Regions from separate parts of the Mus musculus genome. Here all the other regions are linked to region 1. The links are chromatin contacts, called in public HiChIP or PLAC-seq and promoter capture Hi-C maps. All regions are on one chromosome and are shown on one strand. Each heading gives the region's core, a stretch centred on a gene start, on an enhancer-like site or on the middle of the called end of the contact. The rest is flanking DNA. Distances are from core to core; before and after follow the strand shown. Region 1 holds the start of Asxl1 (additional sex combs like 1). Region 2 holds the start of Mapre1 (microtubule-associated protein, RP/EB family, member 1). Region 3 holds the start of Pdrg1 (p53 and DNA damage regulated 1). Region 4 holds the start of Xkr7 (X-linked Kx blood group related 7). Region 5 holds the start of Dnmt3b (DNA methyltransferase 3B). Region 6 holds the start of Ccm2l (cerebral cavernous malformation 2-like). Region 7 has its middle 25 kb from the start of Commd7.

Evidence for each region. Promoter capture Hi-C pulls out the DNA fragments that hold promoters and counts their contacts. HiChIP or PLAC-seq counts read pairs in DNA pulled down with a chosen protein or histone mark.
Region 2: a promoter capture Hi-C map of pre-B cells shows a contact between it and region 1, with 7 times the contacts expected there. The contact joins the promoter of Mapre1 here to the promoter of Asxl1 in region 1. A contact is called at or near these places in 3 of 39 promoter capture datasets (erythroid cells, hippocampal neurons and pre-B cells), 5 of 484 Hi-C or Micro-C datasets (CD4 T cells, CD8 T cells, embryonic stem cells and 1 more), 2 of 115 datasets of contacts at active chromatin or transcription factors (memory CD8 T cells and microglia) and 1 of 9 other capture datasets (adipose tissue).
Region 3: a contact with region 1 is called in a promoter capture Hi-C map of pre-B cells, with 3 times the contacts expected there. The contact joins the promoter of Pdrg1 here to the promoter of Asxl1 in region 1. A contact is called at or near these places in 5 of 39 promoter capture datasets (the 3T3-L1 cell line, the C10 cell line, embryonic stem cells and 2 more) and 1 of 115 datasets of contacts at active chromatin or transcription factors (effector CD8 T cells).
Region 4: a promoter capture Hi-C map of pre-B cells shows a contact between it and region 1, with 4 times the contacts expected there. The contact joins the promoter of Xkr7 here to the promoter of Asxl1 in region 1. A contact is called at or near these places in 4 of 39 promoter capture datasets (the C10 cell line, embryonic stem cells, hippocampal neurons and 1 more) and 1 of 484 Hi-C or Micro-C datasets (embryonic stem cells).
Region 5: a contact with region 1 is called in an H3K4me3 HiChIP or PLAC-seq map of embryonic stem cells, with 13 read pairs. The contact joins the promoter of Dnmt3b here to the promoter of Asxl1 in region 1. A contact is called at or near these places in 3 of 39 promoter capture datasets (the C10 cell line, embryonic stem cells and neural stem cells), 5 of 115 datasets of contacts at active chromatin or transcription factors (the SCID.adh cell line, effector CD8 T cells, embryonic stem cells and 2 more) and 2 of 9 other capture datasets (adipose tissue and liver).
Region 6: a contact with region 1 is called in a promoter capture Hi-C map of neutrophils, with 4 times the contacts expected there. The contact joins the promoter of Ccm2l here to the promoter of Asxl1 in region 1. A contact is called at or near these places in 3 of 39 promoter capture datasets (macrophages, neutrophils and pre-B cells), 1 of 115 datasets of contacts at active chromatin or transcription factors (large pre-B cells) and 2 of 9 other capture datasets (liver and macrophages).
Region 7: a promoter capture Hi-C map of fetal liver shows a contact between it and region 1, with 3 times the contacts expected there. The contact joins the enhancer-like site here to the promoter of Asxl1 in region 1. A contact is called at or near these places in 2 of 39 promoter capture datasets (fetal liver and hippocampal neurons), 1 of 484 Hi-C or Micro-C datasets (embryonic stem cells), 8 of 115 datasets of contacts at active chromatin or transcription factors (bone marrow-derived macrophages, effector CD8 T cells, embryonic forebrain and 5 more) and 1 of 9 other capture datasets (pancreatic islet).

What each region holds. Positions count from the first base shown.
Region 1 is chr2:153,343,821-153,347,590 of GRCm38.p6, forward strand. Asxl1 (additional sex combs like 1) reads left to right here and starts at 2,010. Exons shown (of 13, transcript NM_001039939.2): 1 at 2,010-2,570. The coding sequence starts at 2,514. It overlaps 2500004C02Rik (RIKEN cDNA 2500004C02 gene), which reads right to left and starts at 1,990. Exons shown (of 2, transcript NR_040318.1): 1 at 1,801-1,990.
Region 2 is chr2:153,739,606-153,743,375 of GRCm38.p6, forward strand. Mapre1 (microtubule-associated protein, RP/EB family, member 1) reads left to right here and starts at 1,682. Exons shown (of 7, transcript NM_007896.3): 1 at 1,682-1,814.
Region 3 is chr2:153,013,353-153,017,122 of GRCm38.p6, forward strand. It overlaps Pdrg1 (p53 and DNA damage regulated 1), which reads right to left and starts at 2,031. Exons shown (of 5, transcript NM_178939.2): 1 at 1,882-2,031; 2 at 658-733. The coding sequence starts at 1,968.
Region 4 is chr2:153,030,266-153,034,035 of GRCm38.p6, forward strand. It overlaps Xkr7 (X-linked Kx blood group related 7), which reads left to right and starts at 1,587. Exons shown (of 3, transcript NM_001011732.1): 1 at 1,587-2,333. The coding sequence starts at 1,750.
Region 5 is chr2:153,647,466-153,651,235 of GRCm38.p6, forward strand. Dnmt3b (DNA methyltransferase 3B) reads left to right here and starts at 1,984. Exons shown (of 23, transcript NM_001271744.1): 1 at 1,984-2,275.
Region 6 is chr2:153,063,902-153,067,671 of GRCm38.p6, forward strand. It overlaps Ccm2l (cerebral cavernous malformation 2-like), which reads left to right and starts at 2,054. Exons shown (of 10, transcript NM_001372363.1): 1 at 2,054-2,135. The coding sequence starts at 2,106.
Region 7 is chr2:153,606,235-153,610,004 of GRCm38.p6, forward strand. No RefSeq gene overlaps it. Among named protein-coding and RNA genes, the nearest start is that of Commd7, 25 kb to the right of the region's middle. Within about 2 kb of position 2,042, at least 150 of the 459 cell types and tissues checked have an H3K27ac peak or open chromatin away from gene starts, as enhancers often do. A contact at or near this core is called in effector CD8 T cells, fetal liver and pancreatic cancer cells, where this site is marked.

The sequences.
Region 1 (3,770 bases), core at 760-3,259:
TCAAGCCAACCTGCAATACTTAATAAGAACTTGTCCCAAAACATAAAGGGCTTGAAAGGTAGGACAGTGGTAAAGCATCTACCATGCATCTTGAGCCCAAGTCCCAACACAACAAAACACAAAGCCTGCATTTTACAGTCTTCCCTATTCAACCCTTCCAAGTGTGTGGCTTTGTTGGAGCTATGGATCAATTCAAAACATCTGAACCACTATCCTCTCAGAGGTGATTGTCTCAGCTGCAGATTGAAAAACTATAAGCAAAACTACCAAAGGCCAGGGTTAGTGGGGCATGCATTTTAATCTCACATGTATTAATGGGAGGCAGAGGTAAGACAATAGAAGCCCATTGACGCCAGCCTGTCCATATTGTGAGTTTTTGTTTCAAAATAAAAAAATAGTGAAATGGTGTTAGGATATGCTCAGGGATTGTGGGAGGTCCTCAGTTCAACTCTCTCCCCACCAACAGAGTCCTAATATACACCTAATTTAATCCCAGCACTTGGAAGGCAGTGGCAGGTGGATCTGAGTCCAGAGCTAACCTGGTCTACACAGTGAGTTCCAGGCCAGTCAGGTGTCTGTCTCAAAAACAAAACCTAAAATGTCAAAAACAATAACAATAAAATAATTTTAGATGTAGTTCTCCCCTCGCTTTTGGGATGAAATGAGAAGAGTGTTTCTGTTTATTGAATTTGAGTCTTGGGTGAGCACTAATAAGGACCGCTGAGTCCTTTAGGTACAAGGGTTGGACTGCTGGGTGATTTCTTCGTCTCAGCACTGGCTGCCTGTGTACTAACACCACAAGAGTACAGGGTGTTTTTTTACCCACATAAACCTTTCAAAAACTGTAAAACCTGGCCATCAATCCAGTTCAAGACTGTAGAGATGTTTCTGTACTTTGGGCCAACAAACACAGAAAAATAATGTTCTGGGTGCTTCAAACCTTATCATCCTGTCACTGCAATCAAGGAACAGAGGCTCCATTGCCCACTGTGTAGTAATAACAGCTCTCATTTATTCTACAGCAGAAGCCAAATTACATGAGCCTAATATCAGGATCTTCCACATTCTCTCCCATCTTCTAGATACTTCATGCTAATTTGTACCCCATCAAGGTTGTGGGATACTATGCTAACATTGATCAAACAGGCTCAGCGGGGTTAGGAGTAGTCAAGGAGTCACAACTAGGATTCTAAATCTAGGTTGGCTGACATTAGGACTTGACCTCTCTCCGGGCAACTGCGTCTAAATATACACTCAGGTGCATTTAGATTTCTGTGGATGGACCTTCAGTGTTTACCTACTATCGGATCATCAAATTCACCTGGCGGCAACGCTGCTGGAAACTGCAGGTGCATTCTCTGCAAACACACAGAGGTATTACAAGAGGAAATGGGTTAATCACCTAAGTCGGTCAATCGTGCAATAACCGTTTTACTGATATGAGTGTCTCTTTGCTTATTACTATGCGCCAGTTGACTCATTTAAGGGTGGGCCAAAAAGAAAAGTCCTGCTTTTTGTCACCCACCAGAAGTCCAGAAGAGAACTGTGTATGCGGTGGGGGATGGTGCAGTGGAAGCAGGGTAGCAGACTACCAACTCCAGATCCGAAACCGCACTGGACCCGCCACCAGAATCAAAAAAAAGCTTTGAACGGGTTAACCGCGCGCGCGGCCAGGGGGGAGTCCAGCCACCGCCCCTTCCCAGCACCACCTCCCAGAAACCCTCAGGCCTCCGCTAGTTCCCGAACCTCGCGAGACCCCGCCCCATCTTTTTCTGACCGACTTCCCGCCCCCTTCTTTACCGTGCTTGGAGCGCAGCGGGGTACGGAAGAAAGTGGGCGGAAAACAGGAGCCCGGGGCACTCCGGGAAATGTGGTCCAAGCACTTGAGGCAGCCATTTTCTTCCGGAGAGGGGTAGGCCAGGAAGCCAGTGAGGACTACAAATCCCAGCCACCCTTTCGGTTTGTTTTTGTTCAAAAAAAAAAAAAAAAAACCCACACTCCCCCTCCTCACTCTTCTCTCTCACACACACGCGGGCACACACATACACACACATACCCACGGCAGACACGCACGCATCCGAGCGTCGAAAGGAAAGCCGCGTCTCGCCATCCGGGCCCGCCCGCCACTAGTTCGCTCTTGGGTTTCCCAGCAGCGCGGGAACGCGGAGGCCGGAGCCGTGACCTCTGACCCCGTGGTTATGCGGAGCCGCCGCATTCCTTAGCCATCGCGGGGCTGCCGCTGCCGCTGCCACCGTGGGCGACTGACGCAGCGCGGGCGCGTGGAGCCGCCGCCGCCCCTCCCCCCAGCGCCACCCTCGCGCCGGGGTCTCGCTCTAGCCAGTCCCGGTGCGCCCGCCCTCTCCGGCCGCACCCGAGCCCTCGCACGCGCCGCCGCCGCCACGCGCCCCCCGCCGCTGCCGCCGCCTCCGCCCCAGCCCCGCGCCGCCACCGCCCCAGTCCGCCCCGCCCGAAGGACCCGCGTGGAGCCGCCACCGCCGCCGCGGAGGAGGAGGATGAAGGACAAACAGAAGAGGAAGAAGGAGCGCACGTGGGCCGAGGCCGCGCGCCTGGTGAGCCGAGCTGCCCGGGGGGCCGCGGCGGGGGGCGTAGGGGGTGGGCTCCGCGCGGCTCCCCGGGCGGGGGAGGGGCGAGGCCCTGCCCACCGCAGCAGGGGGCGGGGCCGCCCGGGTGTGGAGCTCCCGAGGTCCCGGGCCCGAGGAGGCTGGGACGCCTTTTCTCTGCATCCCCCCACCCCTTGAATTCCTGCGGAGGGGCGAGCTGGCAAGCGGCTCCTCCCCCCTCCGAGCGCCCGGGCGCCAGTCTCCCCTCCCCCCACGTTGGCAGCAGCAGCGGGGGGTCCCGGGGAAAGCGCCCGTTTATTCTTCTGCGGGGAGTTAGGTTTCCGGGAAAGGTCGGAAGTGCTTCCCCGGACTTCTTCGTGGGCAGAGGTGTGTGGGTCACTAAGACACCGTAGGGGTGGGAAAAGTGCCCCTGGTTTCAAGGACGCGAGAAGCATTTAGAGCGTTGGCAATTTAAACCAGGTGTGTGTCGGAAAGCAGTCGCTAAGGACCGATGTGAACCCTGAGTAGTGGTTCTCAAACTACTAGAGTGCCCGGTGGGAGCATACCTGGGGACTTTGTTTCAAACATTGGCACTAGGGCTCATTTTAAACACACTGAACTCGAGATTCCTCTGAGAAACAGTACTTTAGGCAGCTGCTTAAGCGATTGTTATGCCGGTGACCCTCGAATATTTAAATCACACTGAGCCCTGTGACTACAATGGGGGGTAGGCAGTTTGCAGAGGAGCAGAATACACTTTGCCAAGAATGTGTATCTGTTTGAGGCTTCCCTTCTGAGGGTTTAGTTAAAAAAAAAAAAAAGTAAATAGGTTTTTGAGCTCGCTACCTGCCCAGAGGATTTGTGGCTTTTCTGTTTCCCAAGCTTCAGTAGACTTGTGCGATAGCTTTCTTTTGGACTCAAAATACAAAGCCAAAAGACCGGAGGCATGTTCTTATGAAATGTTGCTGGTGACAATTCTAATGGTTTATACTTTTCTCGGAGATGTCACTTCCTCAGACTGCCACAGTGCAGGGTTATGGGTGCATCCTGCTTTTGTGTTGACGCCCTGTATTTTATATGTAATTGTTATAATTTAGTTTTAATGGTGGAGTGAAGCTCAGCTTTCTTCTAGCCGTTCCTTTTACTGGAAAGTGAGTTCTGTCTGCCTCAAAAGTGTTGGAGGTTGATAAAGATCTAGAGTGAACCCTT
Region 2 (3,770 bases), core at 432-2,931, 400 kb after region 1:
AGTTTTTCATTAAGGTGCTGTGCTGGGCAGTTTTATAACACCTTGACACACGCTAATGTCATTTGAGAGGAGGGAATCTCAATTAAGAAAATGCCTCCCTAAGATGAGCCCTTAGGCAAGCTGGTAAAGTGTTTTCTTAGTCATTGATGGGGGAATCTCATCAGCCCACTGTGGGTTAGGACACCTCTGTGCTGGTGTGGTCTAGGGTTGTGTACTGGCTAGTTTTGTGTCAACTTGACACAGCTGGAGTTATCATAGAGAAAGGAGCATCAGTTGGGGAAAGGCCTCCAGGAGATCCAGCCGCAAGTCATTTTCTCAATTAGTGATCAAGTGGGGAGGGCCCCTTGTGGGTGGGACCATCTCTGGGCTGGTATTCTTGGGTTCTATAAGAGAGCAGGCTGAGCAAGCCAGGGGAACTAAGCCAGTAAAGAACATCCTTCCATGTCCTCTGCATCAGCTCCTGCTTCCTGACCTGTTTGAGTTCCAGTCTTGACTTCCTTTGGTGATGAACAGCAATGTGGGAGAGTAAGCTGAATAAATCCTTTCCTCCCCAAGTGCTTCTTGGTCATGATGTTTGTGCAGGAATAGAAACCCTGACTAAGACAGGTTGTATAAGAAAGCAGGCTGAGCAAGCCATGAGGAGTAAGCTAGTAACCGACATCCCTCCATGGCTTCTGCATCCACTCCTGGCTCTAGGTTCCTGCCCTGTTTTCCTTCAGTGATGAACAGAGATAATATGGAAGAGTAAGCTAAATAAGCACTCTCCTCTCCAAGTTGCTTTGGTCATGTTTCATTACAGGAATTGTAACACTAACTAAAACAGGCGCCAAATCTTTTTTTTTTTTTTTAAATTTAAAGGCAAACAATAACTGTGTAGCTCTCTGGCTGGCCTTGATCTCAGAGATTCTCTTGTCTCTACCTACTGAGTCCTGGGATTAAACGTTCATACCACCACAGTTATTTGTGGGCATATTTGCGTGTGTGTAGGCATGCGAGTGGCACTGCCCATGTGTGTTAGTCAGAGGACAACTTGCAGGACTCGCGTCTCACCTTCTATCAGTGGGTCCTGGGGTTTGAACTCATGTTGTCAGGTTTGGGGGCATGCACCTGCTAAAGCATTTCGATGGCCATTTTTTCTTTGTTGAGACCAGATCTCGCTGTGTAGCTCTGGCTAGCTTGCTACTGTAGACCAGGCTGGCCTTGAATTTACAGTGATTCTCTTTCCTGTCCAAGTGTACACGAGTGGCCTAGCACTCCCAGTTTTTTCTTTCTGAGACAGGGTCTCGTGTACCTCAGGCTGAACTCCCAGAGAGAGGGTCTGGGATGATGACAAAACGATTTGCTGGCAAGATAGGTGTGTTCCACCACAGCTGCCATCTGTGGTGTTGGGGACTGAAACCAGGGATTCATGTATGCTAGGCGAGCTAACCTTCCTCCCGAGCCTATTCATTAATCCATCTTGGTCAAACGAATTTTCTTCTGGGCTACAGCAAACCAGAATGTGCAACTGGACTCCGCCTCCTCAGAGGACTCACACGTCATTGGTCGCAACTGACCACGTGCCCAACAGGCTTGCTCCCCGCCCCCGGGCATGCCAGCTGTCGATCAAGCATTCGGCCCCGCCTCCGGCTCGCAGGCCAGTCCGTCTCTATAAAAGGCCGGGCGGGAGATGACGAGCCCCTGCGTCGGCGCGTCACGGCGGGGTGCGTGTGAGGTCATCGCGCGCGGGCGGGCGGGGTCCGACGGTTTGAACGAGACGAAGACGGAACCGGAGCCGGGCGCGCGGACGGCGGACGCGGGTCCTGAGAAAGCCGGTGAGGCGGCTGGCGGGCCCGGGCGGCGGCAGCAGTCGGGAATTCACGGGAGGCGGCTCCTCGTGAGCAGTGCGGAGCCGCGCGGGCAGTGGGGGGGAAGGGCGGGGCCGCGATCCGGTGCGCGGCCTGGGCCGGGGGCGCGCGCTCCGTTGTCCCGGGGGCGGGGCGTGGGCCGGAAGTGGGGGCTGCCTAGTGGTGACCGGCGAAGTCCTGACTTTGCGGCTGGGCCTGGAGGGTGTGTGCCCACGGGCGCGCGCGCGCGCGCGCGAGGGGCGCGGTGGGGACCCTGGGTGTAGGAGGCGTCGTTGCATAATGGGTGGGAGTTGGTCCGCGGAGTTGGCCGCAGAGTGCGACCTTAGGCAGGCGCTTCAGCCTCCCCGTGCCTCAGTTTCCTCCTCCGTAAAATGGAGACAGTAGAATTAAGCACAGAAAGGTTTCAGCTCGGTGCCTGGCAGAAGTCAGGCGGTCCGCGGGTGGTGGTTGAGTGCCTAGTAAATGCTAGGCCCCGGTCTCATCAGGGAGTAGACAGGCAAAGACATGCTTTCTAGGAGTCTGCTTTGTGGGTAGAGAGCCAGGAAGCAAGAAAATGAATACATGGCCAAGATAATTTCTGTAATTACTGTAAAAGGGCGATACCAGTACTGCAGGGTATAGCCTGACCTCTGCATCTTGGCGATGAGGATCCGGTGGCCCATTGAGGGAAGTTCAGCTAGGCCTGATGTCTGCCGGTGATGGGATGTCTTGACTAGCATTAATCAAGATAGCTCTTTAATGGGCACTTGTGTATAAGGCATTGTGTTAAGAGCTTGATGTAGCATTGTGTCATTTAATAGTCACATTGCCTTGAAAAGATGCTATCTTTATTCTCTTTCTTTCCCCTCTGTTGTGTTTTGCTCATTTTATTTTCTCTGTGGGGCTGAGAGGTGACTGCAGTTCCCCCACTGTGCTGAGCTGCTCATCATTCTTTTACAGAGGCGAGTCTGAGACTTTGGGTAGGGAAAGGACTTGCCTTACGTTGTCCAGCAAGTAACTCAACTCCAGAGTCATATCCTGTGTGCTACTCCTCCTTCTCCATCTAGAAACTGTTTCATACTTTTGTGGTGTCAAAGTGCCAGGACATAGAAGCTTGGGAGGCGGTGTGCTTTTCTGATACTTACCACAGCTCTGTGAGGAAGGTAGGGTCTTATTCATTTTACAGGTAAGCCATTTCTGAGGAAAGGAGACATGTTTCATACAGGGTCACATAGCTCTTTTTAGTGCCACCTCCCTCTTGCCTTTCCATAGGACTCTGGATGGTACTTGGAGAGGAATAGGGTGTACTTTATCCTACACTGAATTGAAGTGGGTAGGGAGCCAAGTGTGGTGAACATGCCTGTAGTCCTTACACTTGGGAGGTAGATGCAGGAGGATCAAAAATTGAAGGTCATCTAGCTATTGAGCTAGGTCATGAGATAGTGTGTGAAAAGGCTGACTAGAACTAGTTAGGGAGACTCCTGGGAGAGTCACTGAAGGGAGAGAAATACTTGAGTAGACGGAAAGGGGATTTTTCTTGTGGTTGTACCTTGCTTAGCTCAGAGAGCCCTGAAAAGGTGGGGTATGTGTTGAACTCAAGGGTATTGCACTGAGGCTAAGCAGTGGACATTTTTGTTAGTTGTTCTGAGACAGGACCTTATCTTGTACCCTAGGTTGGCCTAGAATGCTCTGTGTCCCACACTTGTCCTGAATTTGGAGTGGTGTCTCTGCCTCAGCTTTTTGAGTGCTATCTAGGTTTATGGGCATGGGCCTTCACTTCTGGCTCAAACATTCTTACCAGAAAGTGAGAAAGAGCTTTGCTGGAGAGGTAGGCTCTGTTTTGACTGCCTGGAAGAGTCAATTAATTGGTTGAGTGAGTGGATGTTTATTGCACATCCACAGGGTGCCTAATCCCATGTATTTAGTGGCCACAGAGCTCGTGGA
Region 3 (3,770 bases), core at 781-3,280, 330 kb before region 1:
GAGCCAGGCAAACAACAAAGGGACCAGTGAGTGCGTGGGGTGTGTGGGGCTGGATCATGTGGAGTCTCGAAACAGCTCTGGGTTTCATTCAGGTGAGATAAGCCAATGGAAGCCCTACATGTCAGTGCCCTTCACTGTGGCCGGAATGCTGCCCACCTTTCCAGAAATGCTTCATGTTGTCCCCTTAGTGGGACATGGCATGGCTTGACTTGCTCATGCCACCAGCCACAGCAGCCACCTGGCCTCATCTACTGAGCCCCATCTCTTCCCTCCAAGACAGTCTCGACACCCACCCATGGCCAACTCCATCTTTAGCTTTCTCACAATTTTCAGTTATGTGTTTGTGCTGCTTTCCTCGTGTGGAACATAAGGGCAGAACTATTGCTTTTATGTGCGGTGAGCACTCTCTGCATCTGCCATCAGTGAGTGAGGAGCTAATGGCCTGTCACTGAAGTGAGCATCTAAAATTCTGAGTCACAGCATATGTCTGACCTGCAACGCTCGCTCGCTCGCTCTTCTCCTCAAGCTGTCTAAGTTTCCCACGAGGGTGAGTCACACAGTCCCAGCCTCCTGCCTGGTTTTTACCAGGGATAATGAAGTCCTTCAGAAGACAACTGAACCGGCTTCCAGGGCTTCAGTAAGGATGTCGCAACTTACCAGAGACACTCAGGTCCTTCTGTAGGGCCCTCAGGCCCTCTCGGTTCTGATTCCTCTTGGTGTCCAGGTCTACAATCTGAAAACAGGAGCAGATGGGGACTCAGCTGCCTCCAGCCCCAATCTGAAGAGACAAGGTATCATTTCTGGCTAAGTTCCAAGGTCTTGCCTAACATGGAGGACTCAGGTGGGAAGGTGCTTCTTTACCCACTCAGCTTCCAGCTCCTCTGCTTCGACACAAACCTCCTTCCTCCAGAGAAGGTGCTAGGAAAATGCCTGCAGATTGAATCATTTTGTGTCATCCAGTCAACCTTGAGAGTGTACCAGAGTCACCAGGGAGTGAGCTGAGTGTCTTCTCTAGACAGTGACTACTGACACACTCTTGTTAGGTAACTCTGACAGTCTCACCAGACACTCAACCATACTGGACTGGAACAGCTGTGGCATGGTACCACTATGACAGCTAACTACTCAAGAGGTGACATCTGGGGCCGCAGCTAGTGAACCACCAAGCCTTCTCAAATATAGACCACAAAGAACCATTATGGCCATTATGACAGCGTTTGAAGACCATCAAATATATCAAGTATATGTCTCGCCCCATCACTACCATCTGGTCTAACTCTAGACCATCGGGATCACCTGAATGGTTCCCCGCTCTCTAGGAAGCAGCCAGAGAGAGGCATTTAACATCCAAATGCACGCCTATAATCCCAGAACTCAGGAGACTGACAAGGATAGACCACGGATTGTTCAAGGCTAACCTAGACAACACAGTAAGCCCTCTAAAGTTTAGAGTCTAAAGCAACCGATCCCCAGCACGAACTCCCTTTAGGGACTAACCACTTACCACAGAAACAGAACCAAGCACCCCTTTCGGATCTACGAGGCCCTCAACCCCTCACCCCCGCGCCCGACACCCACACACCCACACATCACACCCACACACCCCAGCGCATTGCCCAGACACATGCCGCCCATGTCTCAGTAACCTGATTCACGATGGGCCAGGGACTGCGTTTGGAAAGTGGTGTCAGGGGAGCCTCCCGCAGACAGTGAGAATCCAGGAGACCAGCAATGACCGGGCAGGGTGAAAGGAAGGCGACTATCCAGCACAGAACCAGTGCTCGCTCCGCGCCAGGCCGCTGGGACCAGTGACGCCGGAAGACCGGGTGAGCTCCCTGCCACCCCGCGCACTTACGCGCTCGCAGCCGCCACGTCTCTCACCTGCCGCTTGTCCGACAGCACGGCCTCGGCCAACTCCTCTACTTCGACCAGGTACCGCAGCACCCGCTCCGCCTCGGGGGACAGCATGGTGCCACGCACCTCTTCTGACACACTGCTACAACTTCACCTTGGCTCCTTCCGCGCACGCGCTGTTCTGGGACTTCCGGCACGCCTGCGCAGTGAAAAGAGCAAGCGCCGCAGCGGGGCTCCAGAGGGGCGGGGTAGGCTTTGGGAGCGGGGCAGGTGCGCCCCCTACAGGCTCTGAAGGAGCAACACAACGCACTGTCCATTTCCCTCCCTTCAAAGGGTTCCTGGGCATCCACTACATACCAGATTGGGTGTCAGGAACGCGGCTGCAAATAAAACATCCCGACTCTAGGAACGTCGTCCCATTGGAAAACAACGAACACTGAAGGCAAAATAATTACACATTATGGAAGGTAGTGATAAGGGATTTGGAGACACAGAGATCATAAAGTCCCGGTTTAACGACGCCCAGAAACTGAGTGTGGCAGACAGACTCATATTTTAATCCACGACGTTTTCAGCTTCCAGTTTGTAAATAATGGGTGATAGAAATTCCCCTCACTCTCTCTCTTTCTCCCCGGAAGATGGAAAGGAAGCAGTAATTATTTTAAATTGCATCTGGCTGCAGCATTTGTTGAATCTAATGTCCACAGTAGCAAGCCGAGATTCACAGAAGGAGCTGGAAACTGTCCAGGGGAGCAGTGGAGTGTCAGTAAGAGCGTAAGAGTGAATTAGGATCCAGGACTTCCCAGAGGAGGCGTGTGTGTGTGTGTGTGTGTGTGTGTGTGTGTGTGTGTGGTGACTGCCTGACAGAACCGGAGGGGTCCCCCAATGTTGCAAAGCTGGAGGCTCAGACGCTGGGCCTGGGAGTTTCTGCCTCACCAATCCTCTTTTGTTTTTCCGTGTGCGAAACTGGAATTACCCCAGTGCCTCTCAAACACCACGCTCTACCACTGAGCTATATCTCATCTATTTTCTTGTGTGGTGTGTGTGTGTGTGTGTGTGTGTGTGTGTGTGTGTGTTGCATGCGTGTAAGGGTGCTCTGTGCTCCTGCAGACACAAGCAGAGGCCAGACAGATTAGGGTGTCAGGTGTCTGTCTCTCCCTGATATTCTCACCTTATTGTCTTGAAATAGAGCCTCTCCTTGAAACAGAAGCTCACTTTTGGGCTAGGCTTGCTAGACATTGAGCTCTCTGGATCTGCCTGTCGCTGTTTGTTGCTGCTCACACAGCCATGTCTGGGTTTTTCTGTAGGCGCTTGAGATTCAAACTCAGATCCTTATTCTTGCAAAGTGAACACTCTTCATTCACGGAGCCACCTCCCCTAAGGCCTAACTCTGAGGTTCACTTTTTAGTCTCCTTTTTTGGACTCTGGGAAACTTAGCCCATTCATATTCTTTGCCTCACTTGAATTTCACGGACACTTTTTTTTTCTCACAGGATTATGCCTGTTTAGTTTTATAGCTGCAGGCTGAGGCTGAGAGAAGGGCTAATCAGTCACAAATTCCCCGGGGTGGAGGGTGCTGGTCTCTTTTTCACAACTATCTATGGACATTGACAAACTGTGCCTCACGAAGCCTGGAAACACCTCTTTCTTGTCTGGCTTTGGGCTACCTTCAATTACTAGAGACAGACAGTTTTCTCTGCAGCTGCGTGGTGTGGGGATGGAGGAAGCTTCATTAAGGATTCCTCATAGAGGGTGAATTTGTCGCCAAACCCAGGATGTTTTGTGTAAACACCTTCTGGTTCAGAAATGAAGGCACAAGCCCTGTGAAAGAAGTGGGGGTATTTGCCAAAGGAAAAATGAGTCTTCCAGGAATCCCTGGGGCCTGGACCCTAGTCCTGCATCGTCTCTCCACCTTG
Region 4 (3,770 bases), core at 337-2,836, 310 kb before region 1:
ACCCAGAGGTGGGATCCTATCTTTGCGGGTCCCATCCGAGCAAGCACCTGTGAAGTCATCGATACAGACCTCTAAGGACTAACAATGGGGTGTCAGGAGCCAGGCCGACTCTCTGACCCCACTTAAGGTTCTATATATATTAGATTGGCTTCTTTAGGAGTGATGAGTCTTTCTGACTGAAACCTCTAGCCTCCTGACAGCCTAAACATGGGCTGCTGGCCTCCAATCCACCTTGGAAAACTCCCTTAGCCCTTAACACCTCCCCTCTGCTTTTAGCTTTAGGCAACAGCTGGTACCCCAACCTCCCAAGCATCACTGAGACCAAAACGGTCCCTGGACACGAAAGGGAAGCCAGGCTGCAGGACAGCAGATGGCTGCTCCACCCAGCCCAGGGCAGCTGTCTCTTCTATCTTCCCTGTCACTCTGAGGCAGGGTGGTCCTTCCACCTCACTTCCTCCCCTCCTCACTCTTCCTCACTCCCTTGAGTTTTCAAAGCCTATTCGAGAGCCACGTTTGAATTTGTTTCTAACACTATGTGATTTTAAGCCACTAAATGTATCTTTTGACTCTATGTTTTCTCATCTATAGAATGGGCAGAACAATATAGACCATATAAATTGTGAGACTAAAATGATTAGCGATTCCTCATTGCTTAGAATAATGACAAAGAAATGGTTCAGTGTCCTAGGATATCCCATCCAAGCCAAGGTGTAGTTGTGTGGGAGTACTCAGGCACATGAGAGACCCCTAGCTCCTCTCATGGACTGTGTTTATAATGTTCCTCTGTTCTCTCCAGTTCCAGGCTGCTGCTTTGTGATCCCTGCTCCACTTTGGCTGCCAAGTCTTCTTGCTAAATCCTGACCTAGCCACCTAACTCCTCAGCTGACATTCTGCAGCAGGTGCCCCCGTTGTCACCTTCTGGCCCTTCAGGGTCCAATCCATCGGAAATCGCCAGTTTTATCGTTCTGCACCCCCACCCCCTCTTCCGGACATCCTAGAAAATGTGGCCTCCAGTGGTGATGGGAGTAGCTGTTTGCACTTGCTCTTTCCTTCCCAAGGGGTTCCCTCCCATCCCTTTCCTCTGCCTTGCCTAATCAGGCTAGTGGCCAGATGAACGCGGTTCCTAAAAGAAAGGTGATCGAGAGACCGAGAGACCGCAACTCAGAGAACCGCAGTTTCTCAGCTTGAAAAAGACAATGAGAAAAGAGATCTCTCAAGATCAAAGGAGGGGATGAAACAATAAGTGAACACGGGGGAACTAGGAAGTGGCGTTGGAAGGAGTGACTGCTAACGGGTTATGGCAGGTGCCCAAGCAGCTGCCCCCACCCCTGTCCTTTTATTCTCAGACCTCGGCCTCCCACCCTCCTGGGACATTGCAAGACCCAAACCACCGGAGGTACCACAGGAGATCAATGGAAAAGGAGAGGATAGGGCGGGGGCAGTCAAAGGGGGAGGCCAGAGGCAGAAAGCATGTGGTTGGGCCCCACGCCTCCGAGGAAGCCATGCGAGGGTGACCTGGGATGCTCTCCCCACCCCGGCCCCCTCCCTTCCCAGGGGGCGGCCCACATCCAGGCCGGAGCCCGGGCGGGGCGGCGCCGGCAAGGATGAATAATTGAGGTAGAGGGGAGGAGGAAGAGGAGCGGCGGAGGAAGAGCGGGAGGCGGGAGCCGCCCGCGCAGGGTCCTCCCCACTCCGCACCCCACCCGCTCCGCCGCCCGGAAGTCGCTCCCCGCCTCCTGCTCCGCCAACATGGCCGCGAAGTCGGATGGAGCGGCGGCCGTGGCCGGCCCGGGGCCCGAGGGGCCGGCGGGAGCAGATCGGGGCGGGGCGGGAGGGCGCGGGGAGGCTGCGGCGGGGATCGCGGGCCCGGGACCGGTGGAGGCGGGGTGCCCGGGGCCACGCTACGAGCTGCGGGACTGCTGCTGGGTGCTGTGCGCGCTGCTCGTGTTCTTCTCCGACGGCGCCACCGACCTGTGGCTGGCGGCCTCCTACTACCTGCAGGGTCAGAGCACCTACTTCGGCCTCACCCTGCTCTTCGTGCTGCTGCCCTCACTGGTCGTGCAGCTGCTCAGCTTCCGCTGGTTCGTCTACGACTACTCGGAGCCCGCGGGGACCCCGGGACCCGCCGTCAGCACCAAGGACAGCGACATAGTCGGAGCCGCCATCAGCACCAAGGACAGTGCTGTCGCCTTCCGGACCAAAGAAGGTAGCGCGGAGCTGGTCCCCCGGCCCGCACCATCCTCGGCCGGCACCTACCGCCGCCGCTGCTGCCGCCTCTGCGTCTGGCTACTGCAGACCCTCGTTCACCTCCTGCAACTCGGCCAGGTCTGGAGGTAGGAAAAGAGCAGGTGAAGGAAGCTTGAGTCTGGGAGTGGGATGCCGCCCCAGATCTGCTCTGGCCTTTCTAGCCCGCCCTGCTCCTGTCCTGACCCTCACCCCGACCCACTCCATTGCCGCTCTCATTTCTTTGCAGTCAGCTCCTCACCTCTGCAAAACTCTGTTGGAACCATAGCTTTGATCTGGCTAATGGGGCAAGATGGGGTCAGAGATTCTGAGTGATGTATGCAGAGAACAAGGGGACACTTGGAACAGGACCACAGCGATCCTTCCAGTCCTGACCCTTCCCCCATGTCCAGGTACCAAGCCTCGACTTAGGAAACCACTCAGAAGTCCTCCCTACCACTCACAGGCACTCAGTTTAGAATTGCAGCCCACCCCAACATCCTGGAAAAGGCAGCTAAATGACTATCCCGCCCAAACTTTCTGGTTTTGTAGAGAAAGGGCCTGGGGTGAACCCAATTCAGCACTGGTTAGCTCCTACTTCCTAAGGAGCTCCACAGTGCCGTCCCATCCCCCAAAAGGGACCAAGGAGATTTGGAATCTTGACTCTGACACTAGATGGCTACTGGCTGACCCTTAGTCTTCAGACCGGATGCTGAGGCTTCATTCAAACTGTTCACTTGCAGGCTTCATCCTTTGCCAGCAAGTAGGGTGCCTGCTGGGCTGAGGTAATTGGAGAGAGGGGGAATTCTAAACCACAGCTCCTCTCAAATCAGGATTACTCTAGTTCCTTGGGCTGTACTCTGCGGTGACAAAATGGGTTTGCTTACTGTGTGATCTTAGGCACACCTCCTCCTCCCTCCAAGTCTGTTCTCTCACCTGTGAAATGAGAGGAATCTCTGCTCTTCTCATCTTGCTGGCTTACTGTTTTGTTTTGTTTTTTTTTTAAACATGTTGGGATGAGCAGGCAAGAGGAGGTCTGTGTGGGGACTCTGGAGACTGGAACATATTTTGGGAATGTCAGGGATTACCGCGATTATAACGGAGGTGTGGAAAGCACAGGGAAAGCCACTCTTCAGATATAGAAGATGGTTATTTACTCTGTTGCATTTGAATGGATTCTGCCTAAGTCAGAAGACTTTGTTCTGAGCTGAGCATTGGACACTGGACCCCTGGTGTTTGCCCCAGCTGCTCACTTGCTCTGTGTCACCCTTGTTATTCTGTTGGCTCTCTCTCTGCCTTAGTTTCCCCATCTTCCCCAGCCAAGATGATGTGTATTCTACTTCTGTTGCCCCAGAGTAAGGGGAAGAGGAAAACACTATCCATGGTCTTATTATTATTAGCTTGACACACAAAAATATTCATGTCTACATCCAGGAACTAATCTGCATTTATCATTCTGTGCCCAAGTGGACAGATGGTGAGTTATTTTTAGATTCTGAAATGGTAACTTCCTATTCTGGGTAGCCAAAGCTTCATCCCCCTTTCCC
Region 5 (3,770 bases), core at 734-3,233, 300 kb after region 1:
CATCACCATACCTCCCTGGAGGTAGTTCTCTTTCTTTCTTTTTAAAAATAAGTTTATTATTTTGTATGTATGGGTATTTAGCTTCTTGTGGAAGTCAGAAGAGGGTGTCTGGGCTCTGGAATTGGAGTTACCTATAGTTGTGAGCTGCCATGTGGGTGCTGGAAATTGACCCCCGTTCCTCTGGAAGATATGCCAGTGCTCTTAACCACTGAGCCATCTGTCCAGTTCTGTCTGTAGTTTTCTTACTCCCATTTTCCTTAACTTTTCCTTCTGGGTGTGGAGAAGGGGGATTTTAGACAGTGTCTCACACAGCCACAGTCCAGTCTGGTGTGGAACTTGCTCTGTCACTGAGGTTGGCCTTAAATTCCTTAAACTCCCAAGTGCTGGGATTCTAGGTAGGATCCACCATGCTTTGATTCTCTTGACAGTTAGAGTCATTCCCAAGCGACAGACCAAGACCACCTGCTCATCCAGACTCTTTTAAGGCATCCTCTTTTGCACCAACTTCCGGACACACTTCAGAGCCCTGGCAGTCAAGACATTCCTGCGGTTCCTCTTCCCTAGGGGGCCAGGTCCAGGCCGGGCTGGGCTTTCTCTCCTTTTGTCTTTTGACCAGTCTACTCTTTTTTAAGTAGAAAAGGGCCCAGGAAGTGTTAAGACTTGAAGTTCCCCAAATAGTCGCCATTTGCCCATTTACTCACTAACCAGGAAGAAGGGCAGGAGGAAAGCTGTGTTTAACAGGAGTTAGAACCCCAGAGGCAAGAGACCTGTGGAGATTCATTCATTCATTCATTCAACCAACTTGTATTGAGTTAATTCCTTTTGATGCTAGCCTCCCTGTGGACCTGTGCTCCTAGAGAGATGTGGCTTCCAGTTTCCATCTAGATGGAAGATGGAAGCCACCTCTGCCCCGCTAGGAGATGCAGACAAGACTATACAAAACAATCTCAGATGGGTTTCAGTGTTATAGGATTTGAAGACTGTTCTGTTTGGTGATAAGAAAGCCTCTTCTTGTGACAGATCTGGGGAAACAAAGTCTGAAAGGAGGAAAGAGGCCAAAGCTTTCCTTAGAAGGACAATGCTTGGTGTGTAGGAGGAGCAGCAAAGCAGAAGAGGTTGGAGTGAAGTCAGGGAGCCAACAAAATAAAAGATCCGTGAAAGCTGAGCCTGCACGTGCTAGGCCTTGTATCGAGCCGAGCCTTTGCAATCATTCGATTTGTTTATCCCTTTAACATATATTTATTTAGTGTCTACTTTAGTGATCACCATCTAATGTATGGAGACAGACAAGCAGGAAAACAAATAAACATGAACGCCAGGTGCCTATCATAAGTATTTGTGTTTCTCCAGTGGTTCAGCGTGGGCCTTTTGGCCGAGGCAGCCCTAAGCTGCAGGGTAGGGCTCCTCCCCAGCTGGCACGAGGAACCCAGGTAGTTGGGGGAACATGTATGCTTTTTCTTCCTCCAAGGCCTCCTCTCCCCTCAAGATGGCTGACAAAGGCCAAGCTAGGTGAAAGCAGGAAGCAGAACGGGGGTCCCCAGCGGGTGACCCATAGGGCCACTACAGCGCCCTGGACAGCTTTGCAGCGGAGGGATGGTCGAAAAGCCAATGCAGGGTTGCTGTGTGACTCCAGCAGGAGCTCTTCCCTCTCTGGGCCGCTCATCCAGACCTGTGAATGTGCTTGTATGTGCGTGTGTGCATCTGATCTGGATTGGGGGACAGGAAAGGGGGTGTCTCAGGTGGAGAGGGCTGGGAGCTATCCGTGGGCTCTGGTCATCTAGGAGGGTGACCCGCAAGGCATAGGGGGCCCAGGGGAGGCTCCCGAGGAGGCAGGGCGAGGAAGCTCGGGAGGGATTTCAAATCTCCCTCGCCCGTCCCCTAGGCCCGGCCGGCCGGTGAGTGGCTGCGGCGGGGGCGCCCCCCGGGCGGGGGCGGGGCCAGGGCCGGGCCCGGGCTACAAGGGCAGCGGCGCCGCCCCCTCCCCACCCACTCCCGTGCGCGCCCGGCCCGTAGCGTCCTCGTCGCCGCCCCTCGTCTCGCAGCCGCAGCCCGCGTGGACGCTCTCGCCTGAGCGCCGCGGACTAGCCCGGGTGGCCCACTGGCGCGCGGGCGAGCGCACGGGCGCTCCAGTCCGGCAGCGCCGGGGTTAAGCGGCCCAAGTAAACGTAGCGCAGCGATCGGCGCCGGAGATTCGCGAACCCGACACTCCGCGCCGCCCGCCGGCCAGGACCCGCGGCGCGATCGCGGCGCCGCGCTACAGCCAGCCTCACGACAGGTGAGCGCCACGCGCCCCTCGTGGGCTGGGACCTGGTGGTTGGGGCTGTGTGGGTTCCGGGACGACAGGTCCCCTGGTGGCGCCTGGATGTTTGCCGGGGTTGGGGAGAACGGGGCGCGTGGCGCTTAGCGGGACGGGGACACGGGACTGGGCACGGGGACAGAGGAAGCGAAGTCCCCGCTGCACTCCGCCACTCTGAAGAGTTGAGGGAAGGAGACCTGCAGCAACTTTTCTGGAGTGTAGAGTTGAGAACACTTGGGAGCGGAGTGGGGCCCGAGCGGTGGCTGTCCCCGGGACCCAAAGTCCTTACCTAGCCCAGTTCTTACCCAGAGCCTCCTCGGGGAGGAAAGGCTGGGATGTAGAGGCAGAAGTTGTTTTGTCAATGTAGTAGTGGTTGTGGATCCGTTCTGACTTGGAACCTCGCACTCCCAGGTTGGGATGGCGCTCTGGGTACCGGCAAGTGGGGATGCTAGATGGGCGTTGTCCCCGGGGTCCTCCGGAGCGGAGCCTCTTGTGCTGCAGCGTTGCCGGCTGCTGGGAGGGGCTGGCTGAGCACACCTGGCCGGGGAGGAGCCAGCGGGGGGCGGTTCCTCACCTTGCCGGCTGCCCTAGGGGCTCACTTTCCATTCTTAGCCTTCTTCCGGGGTGAGGTGGCCCCACTACCTAGTCCATACACTGAGTCCTTAATTATAAAATGACCCTCTGCCTCCACTTCCTAGCGGTTAATCGTCCGTGCTTCAGGGATTGCTTAGGGATACCTGTGGAATCCGTCCAGGCTAGAGGTTGCAATCAAAGCGGAGACCTACTTACTGCGTTCCCAAGGTTGGACTGCACGGAGGGGAAGAGTTTCTTGCTCCAGTCTCACCTGTGGCAGCGGCAGTCCTGTGATCTCCATGCCTCTGCCTGTGATTCCCTGTGATTTCTGCTTTGCACTCGGAAGCATATGAATTAAAATGAATTAAGGCCTCAGTAGAGTGCTTCCGGACTTGTGGATGTTGTGGGCTTTGGGCTGGTGACACTCACCGACCTTCCTCTGTCCACCAGGCCCGCTGAGGCTTGTGCCAGACCTTGGAAACCTCAGGTATATACCTTTCCAGACGCGGGATCTCCCCTCCCCCATCCATAGTGCCTTGGGACCAAATCCAGGGCCTTCTTTCAGGTAAGCTACCCACCACCACTGCATTACACCTCCCAGCTTCAAGGTAAACTTCCGTAAGGTTGGTAATACACCAAGCACCATCTTTATTGTGTGGTTGGCCTCATTACCTCCCGGCACATGGTTGGAAGCAGACTGCCCATCTCGGGCAAGCACTGTCTTGGATTTGTGCTTAAGTCCTACTATTGCAAAAGCAATTACAGTTCTATCCATGTGCTTTAGTTGCTATAGAAGGCCATGTGCAATAGAAACAGTTCACTAAGATTAGGGAGGAAGCCAGCTTGTGGGGTCTTCAACCCCCCCATCTTCAAGGTGGGATAAGCACTCAATGGCACAGCA
Region 6 (3,770 bases), core at 804-3,303, 280 kb before region 1:
CCCTGGCTGATTTTAGTAATGTGCGTTATCATTACGTTGCTGTTCCATTTTGTCCTGAGAACAGCTTTCTGAGAAAGCGCCATTATTATCCTGCTTTTAACACATGAGGACTCTGAGGCTCCGAGACATGATGCAAATTGCTCAAGGTCATTCATGATTGGACCCTAGTCATCTGGCCCTGCATGATTTACTGACACTAAGCACTTGAGCTGATCATGGCTCTGGGGTGGGTTCAGCACAGAGGCCATTTTCTTTTTCTAGTCATCCCCCTGTCCTAGTTGAGATTCCGAGCAGTGACATTTGGTCCTGTTAGTGATCCTCAGAATAAAATAAGGTCCAAATTTATAACGGGGGCGGGGGGGGGCTGAGACTGAGACAGGAAATAAGTTGCAACAGCCTCACCAGAGACTGCCTTTCATAACCTGCTATCACAGCAAGGCTAGAACTCTAGACTGGCTCAAGGGGTAATTTAGCAATTTTGATACTCAGAGCAGAGTCAGGGATTGGCTGGCATATCCTGATCTCTTTTCACTGGCCCAGCAGGCAGAGTGGAGGTCTCATGTTCCAGTGCTCGGACGTGACTGGCAGGATGCATGGTCTTAGGAGGAAGAGGCTGTAAGTCTGGGACCAAACTGCCGGGACCATTTCCTTTCTGGTGTGTGGAGAAAGATAGGAATGGCTAGGGTTGGGGGTGTCCTGTAGCTCCCACACCCAAGAGTGATAAGAGACCTGACATGGTACACCCACCCTTTCAAAACTACCATGCAAAGAGTTCCAAACCTTGGCACCTGCTGTTTATGATCTGTGGCCCTGTGTCTTCCGTACCATAGGGAGCACTAGCAAGAGAGGATTTTGGGGATCACCCTTTCATTGGGAAGGTCGGGACGCTGAAGACCAGGGCTTAGAATATTCACTGCAGCCAGGGACACCAGCAAAGCAGTTCTAGAGCTCTGGCATCCAGAACCCAGGTGCTGTGGCAGGTGCCCACGGGCCACTCAGAACACCCCAAGTGTGCCTGCTAAGGCACACAGGAGGTTAGAGCCCCAGCAGCACTGGACACTAGACTTCAGGTCCAGCGAGGCTGGAAGCCCCACGTTCTTATACTCATTGTGTGACATGAACCCCCACCCCCAATGCAGAATCCTTGCCGAGCACGCCGCCCACGTGACCTTGAGCCAGGATCTGCACACGAAACTGCATTTTTAAAATTTATGTCACTGAAATCATGGTCGCAGATACAGTGAGGAGATAAAAATATGCCAAAAAGACAGTGAGGCAGCCCGGAAGCCACAGATAAGGAAATAGAATTTGGTTTTTTATTTATTCATTTGCAGTGCTAAGGACAGAACCCTGGGCCTGCAGGCTGCTAGGTAAGTGCTCTATTATTGAGTATCCCTAATAGTAAATATTTAATATTTATTGAGTATTTCATATGTTCCAGGAGTTCTAAGTGTATTTAATCCTAGTCAAAGTACTATGAGGTCAGGTTGAATGTGGAAACTGAGGCATAAGTGGTGAAGTAAGTAGCAGGCAGCCAGTCCCAGAGGCCCCCATATACCATCTCTGAAAAATAAGGATTTATTATTATTATTACTACTACTACTGCTACCACCACCACCACCACCACCACCACCACCACCACCACTACCACTACTATTATGTTAACTTGCCTGGACATAGTCTGAAGCACTTTCCACCTACTCATTCATTTCTCAGAGAAAGGCCGGGGTTTCTCCTGGTGTATACAGAGAAACAGGCAGCAGGCTTTCAAAGAGGCTTTTAATGTCTTATCTTGCCAAAGTCATTGAGCAAGGTTGGTGGCAGACATAGGGAATGACCCAAATGTGATCTCCAACTCGGGGGACCGTTCCTCAGTCTGCTCCAACAAGTGCCGAGCCCCTTAGACGCCATGTTTGGCTCCCACCCTTCAGTTGCAGGGTTCCAAGGCAGTGTTCTCCATCTGCCCCCACCCCCACCATCAGATGGGAGGGGCAGGAACTCTGGTACTGGTGGAGTTTCCGACCGGGCAGGAAAAAGAACAAAGGAAATGGAGGGGGGTCTGGAGGGGGAGAGGAGGGTGGCAGGACAAGAGGAGCAGTTTCACCATGGAATATGAAGCCAAGAAAGGGAAGAAGGTGAGTGGGGGGTTGAGAGGGCCAGGGTTGGGAAATGTCTCTGAAGGTGGATACAGAGGTGAGCAACGTGGAGTTAGCAAACAGCACAGGGAAGGGAGACTGCCTTCTCTTTTGGAAGGAAGTTTCTTTCTGTCCCTGACAGCCAGACGGACATCTGGGCTCCGGTCTAAGCTTCAGTCTTAGTGGCCTCTGTCATACGTCTACTGAGAGACTGACAGGGTCTTCCTGTTTCTTGGACATTCTGGTGGTAGCTTCCCGAAGCCTCTCAGAGAAAGGGACAGACAGACACACAGCAGACACCTTCCCTCCCCAATCACCCAGACAGTAAGGCCCAGCCAAGATGATTATAGTTTGGCAGATTGCCCATCCAGGCTGGGGCCTCTCACCTGTTCCCTGCCCCCTGCCCGCTGTTTCCCAAGCCTACACCTGCCCTCCCCTACCCTTGTGCAAAAACTCACTCCTGAGACCTCAGTTTAAGCCAACCCAAGTCCTTTCTCCACCTTCCTCCTCTTTTGAATTTGAGAGGTTTTTCCACTTCCCAGTTCCCACTGCACCCTCATACACACGGGGCTCCCTCCACCTAAGAAACGGGGTTCAGAATGTTTTATAAGGAACTCACATGAGGTCAGTACGGTGGCACAGGCCTGTAATCCCAGCTATTCTGGAGGCTAAGGCAGGAGGATTACAAGTTTAAAGTTAGTGTGGGTAATTTACTGAGAACCTGTCTCAAAACTGTAAAAGTGGGCTGGGGGGAGGGGGGACCCGTTCCTTGGCAGAATGCTTATCTAGCATGCAAGGTCCCAGGTTTGATTCCCTAACCTGCAAACTGATAATAAGAATTTTAAGTGCCAAGAGAGCTGGAGGTATCCAGCTCAGAAGTATTTATGTGAGGCTCTGGATAAAATCCCCAGTACAGACACATCAACGTGCCCCCATGTGAATCATTGGGGCTGACATGCACAAATTCTCAGGGGTCTATGTATTTATTTAGGGGACAAGGTCTAACCATGTAACCCAGGCTGATCTTAAAAACTCACTGACTGTATAGCTCAGGCTGGCCTTAAACCCACAGCAATTCTCCTGCCTCAGCCTCATGAGTGCTAGAATTCACCCAGTGAGGTCCATCTGATTAGGCTCCTAGGTGGCCGCCCATCCTGTTTGTGTCTGTCTTTTGGGGAAGCTAAATAGCATGCCACCCGTGTCACCAGAATTGATGGTTTGCTTTAGAAACTGCCAACGTAGTTCTAGAATGCCGCTAGATTGCTGCCCCCAGGGCTTCGGATTCCATAGGCTCAGGATGGGATCCAGGAAACAGCAGTTCTCTCAGATTCCCTCGATCCATCCTGGGTGTCTTTGTATCGGTGTCTCTGGATTATACTTACATTTATTTATTGCATAATTCTAACTCACAAACAAGCAATAGCCTAATAAATGCCTAGCTATCCTCCACTTAGCCCTGGGGCCTTGGCCGTTCTTTGAATCTGGCTGGCAGGAGCTTCACCCTCCCTGGGTACTTAAAATGCAGCTTTACGATGTCCTACCTGCTGGTGTTCTTTCTAGCTCTCAGCCTGGAGTCTCTTTGCTTCTCCACCTGAGGGGGGGAGGGCGGACCTGCAGGGCTGCACCTCCCGCAGT
Region 7 (3,770 bases), core at 792-3,291, 260 kb after region 1:
TTCATAAGACAAGTTGCCTACGGAGCTCCAGCTATTCCCTGGGTTTCTGCTTGCCCAGCTATAGGCGTGTAAGGGCGTGTCTGTCGCCAAAGATGCTGGGCTCAGCTTTTTTATTTTTTAAACATGGGTGCTAGGAATGCAGCCTTGGACCTTTGTTCTTGTGTGGCAAACATTTTATCTCCTGGTTCATCTTCTCAGGCCAACTAGGCATTTTTCTAGAGGTATCTCTGTGTCTTCTGCCTACCTCAGGTCCAGGACCTTCCCTCCTAGAAGGCCTCACTTCTTTCTACATACACCAGAGTTCACACACGTGTAAGTCCTTATATACACAGCCAGCAGGAGGCAGCAGCAAGTCAGGGCAGCAAGGACAGAAAGATCCATCCTTGTTATGAGCCAGATGCCCAAGGTACTAGTATGCACCCTGCTGTCTGCTACCGTTCCAAAGTCCAGGGGAAAGCTGGATGTGGTGGCGCACACTTTAATCCCAGCACTCAGAAGGCAGAGGCAGACAGAGCTCTATGAGCTTGAGGCCAGCCTGGTCTACTTAGCAAGGAACAAGATGCAGGCCAACCAAGGTTACATAGCAAGACCCTGTCTTACTGATGTAGGAATGAGTTATGCCCACAGTGGGTAGGACACTGAATCACAGCTAAGGGACAGATGAGACCCTCGGGACATCTATTCATTCACTCATTCAATAAATATTTATTCAAGTCAGGCATGGTGACTCATCCCAATACCAGGGAGGCTAAGCAAGAGGGTTGCTGTGACTTTGGGGTCAGCCTGGGCTGCAGAATGAATTTCAGAGTATGCTGAGCTACAGAGTGAGACTCGGACTCAGAAAGCAAATTTAAGCAGGAGGTGGTGGCGGCCCCTTTACTCGTAGCAGTTGTAAGGCAGAGACCAGTGGACCTCTGAGTTCAAGGCCAGCCTGGTCTACATAGTGAGTTCGTGAACAGCCAGGGCCACACAGGGAAACCTTGTCTCAAAAGACAACAAGAAAACAAACAAAAACAATAACAAAAAAATAAATAAAGCTAGAAGGACAGTGGCATATGCCTATAGTCTCAGTGTTGGAAGACCTGAAGTCTCAGTGTTGGAGGACCGGAAGTCTCAGTGTTGGAGGACCGGAAGTTCAAGGTCATACTTGGCTATTGTTCGGAAGCCAGCCTGAGTTACATGAGAGCCTGACTCTAAAAAACAAACGCCAAGCTCTGTGCTGGGGGAAGATGATAAAAGGGGATAAAGCCCTAGGACATGGCGGGGCCTGAGATGAGACAGACAAGCGGCCAGGGAAGTCCTTTTAGAGAAAAGGACAGTGGAGCTGAGCCTTGATAGTGAGGAGGAGTTTGCCCAGAGGGAGGCAGGGGGCGCACAGGTCAGAGCAGAGCTGAAGTACTGAAGTCACAGCACTGGACACCACACAGCCAGAAGCAGCAGGGCTGGACCTCCCAGTACTATCTAACAGAGAAACCGAGGCACAGAAGCAGGCTATGATATGACCCTGCAATAGTTAGAGCCTGCTGTCCTAACTGCCACTCGGGCTAGGCACCCAGCCCTTTGTTTCAATGGTCTTTCTTTATTCACATGGCCTGTAAGTTCACTGCACCCACTGGGCCTGGGCTCTGACACTGGGCAGTGAGCACCAGGGGTCACTAACTAGTACTCTAATAGGGAGTCAGATAAACTGGCTCCTAGTGTCTCTCAAGCAGGGCACAGTGCCCCAAACCTCCAAATACTGATGAAATCAGCGGCCCCTGTAGCTCCTTCAAACACACTGTTGCTTCTGGTCCTCACTGCTCCGTGCTGAGAGCCGCCTTCTGTAAACACCGGCCCAGGCAGTATTGAGAGTACTGCGTGCTTCCAAAGAGCCATGAGCCCAGGCCCTCATAACCTCCGCACCATAGCAAAGGCCATTCTGTAGCAATCTAGCTAAAGAGCCAGCTCAGCTCAGCCTTCCAAGACGCAAGCTTGTAGGGCAGTGTGTCAAATGTCCTTGGCAAACCCAGACGCTGTTACATGCCAGCTTGCCAGTCTACCTGACAGTGCCATACGCCTGTATCCAGCAACCACATGCCAAGCACCGCCCAGGGTAAGGGACCAAGCCCAGCTAGGGGAGGCGTTGGGGAACAGCGCTGGGCCTCCAGGCTTGGTTTATCAGCTCTCACAGAGGGCAGAAACCACACAGTCAGGAAATGGCAGGTGTGAGAAGAAGAGGAAGTATATGGGCTGAAGCCATGGCTCTTCCCCGTTCCCTGGTGACATCCCTGCCTCTTCTGGTGTCCAGGGCTTTTGAAGTGACCACAGCCCCAGACTCTGCCAAGGATGAACCGGAGGCAAAAGGGGAGCAGTAGCCGGGCAGTGGTGGCGCACGCCTTTAATCCCAGCACTTGGGAGGCAGAGGCAGGTGGATCTCTGAGTTCAAGGCCAGCCTGGTCTACAGAGTGAGTTCCAGGATAGCCAGGGCTACACAGAGAAACCCTGTCTCCAAAAAGGGGGGTGGGGTGGGGAGGGAGCAGCGAGCAACCTTGGGTTCAGTAACTAATACCATAAAAATAAGTGCCCAGGGGGTGGGTCGGTGGGAGGGTATGGGGGACTTTGGGATAGCATTGGAAATGTAAATGAGGAAAATACCTAATAAAAACAAAAAAGTGCCCAGTAAAGGGTAGGGAGAGGGACCTCACTTCCCCCTCTCCCTCCTCAGGAAAGATCTTTTCACAAGAAACGGGTGTCAGCTATGGGGCTCAATAGACCCAAACCCTAGGAAATGGAATGCCTAGTTAGGGAAGCAGGCGTGTTGAAGAATTAAGTACAGGGACAGAAGTCCCCACCAGAGCACTGTGGGCGAAACAAAGAGATGGTGACCTCCATGGGGAGGTCAGTATCTGTCACAACGCAAAGGAGGCTGAACAGGGAAAAGTGCAGTGACATCAGTTGCCACCCCCAGCCGTGCTGGCTATCCAGAAGGGCAGCGGACTGAGTCCCAACAGACGCACGTGCTTCTGCGGACTCACTCCTCCAGCCAAGGTCTACACTCATGGAAGTAGTCACCCCTGCCTGGCTCCTGGTCAGCATGAGTAGGGCCGGAGAGAGGAGTTGGCACACTGATTCAAAGGTAGTCCCCAAGGAAAGACTGGGGCCAGCTTCCAGGCCTGTGTATTTTTTTTTAGGTCTATCTATCTATCTATCTATCTATCTATCTATCTATCTATCTATCTATCTATCTATCTATCTATCTATCTATCTATCCAGACAGGATTTCATGTTGCCCAACCTGGCCTCAGATTTGCAAAGCTGGCCTTGAATCCCCAGTCGTCTTCTCTACACATCCCAAGGGTCAGGATTACAGGCATGCACCACTACTGCCACTCCTGGAACCTTTCATCTTGTTTTTCTGTCCCTTGGCTGGCAGGACAGGCCTCTTTCCAGAGACTTGGCACAAAATTCCAAGGCTTGGCCTGCTGACAAGGCGGTGGGAGGAGGCCTGCGCCAGAGACTCCTCCCCACTCCACTCTGAATTCATCGCCACTGCTGACCGCTAGAGGGGGCTGGAGCCCAGTGACCCCTGCCATTATGAGTCTCGGAGCCGGCAGTCACCATCACCTCAGCAGCCCCTAAGGTCTTTGTCTCTGCTCTCTGAGGCCTGTGCTGGAGGGCAGGGGCAAAGCTAAGCAGGGGCTGGCCTTCCTGGGCTCATCTCAGCGCCCTTACGGAGCCCAGTGAGGCAGGCCACAGAGTGAATAAAGGGTAGACTGAGGAAGAAGCCCTAC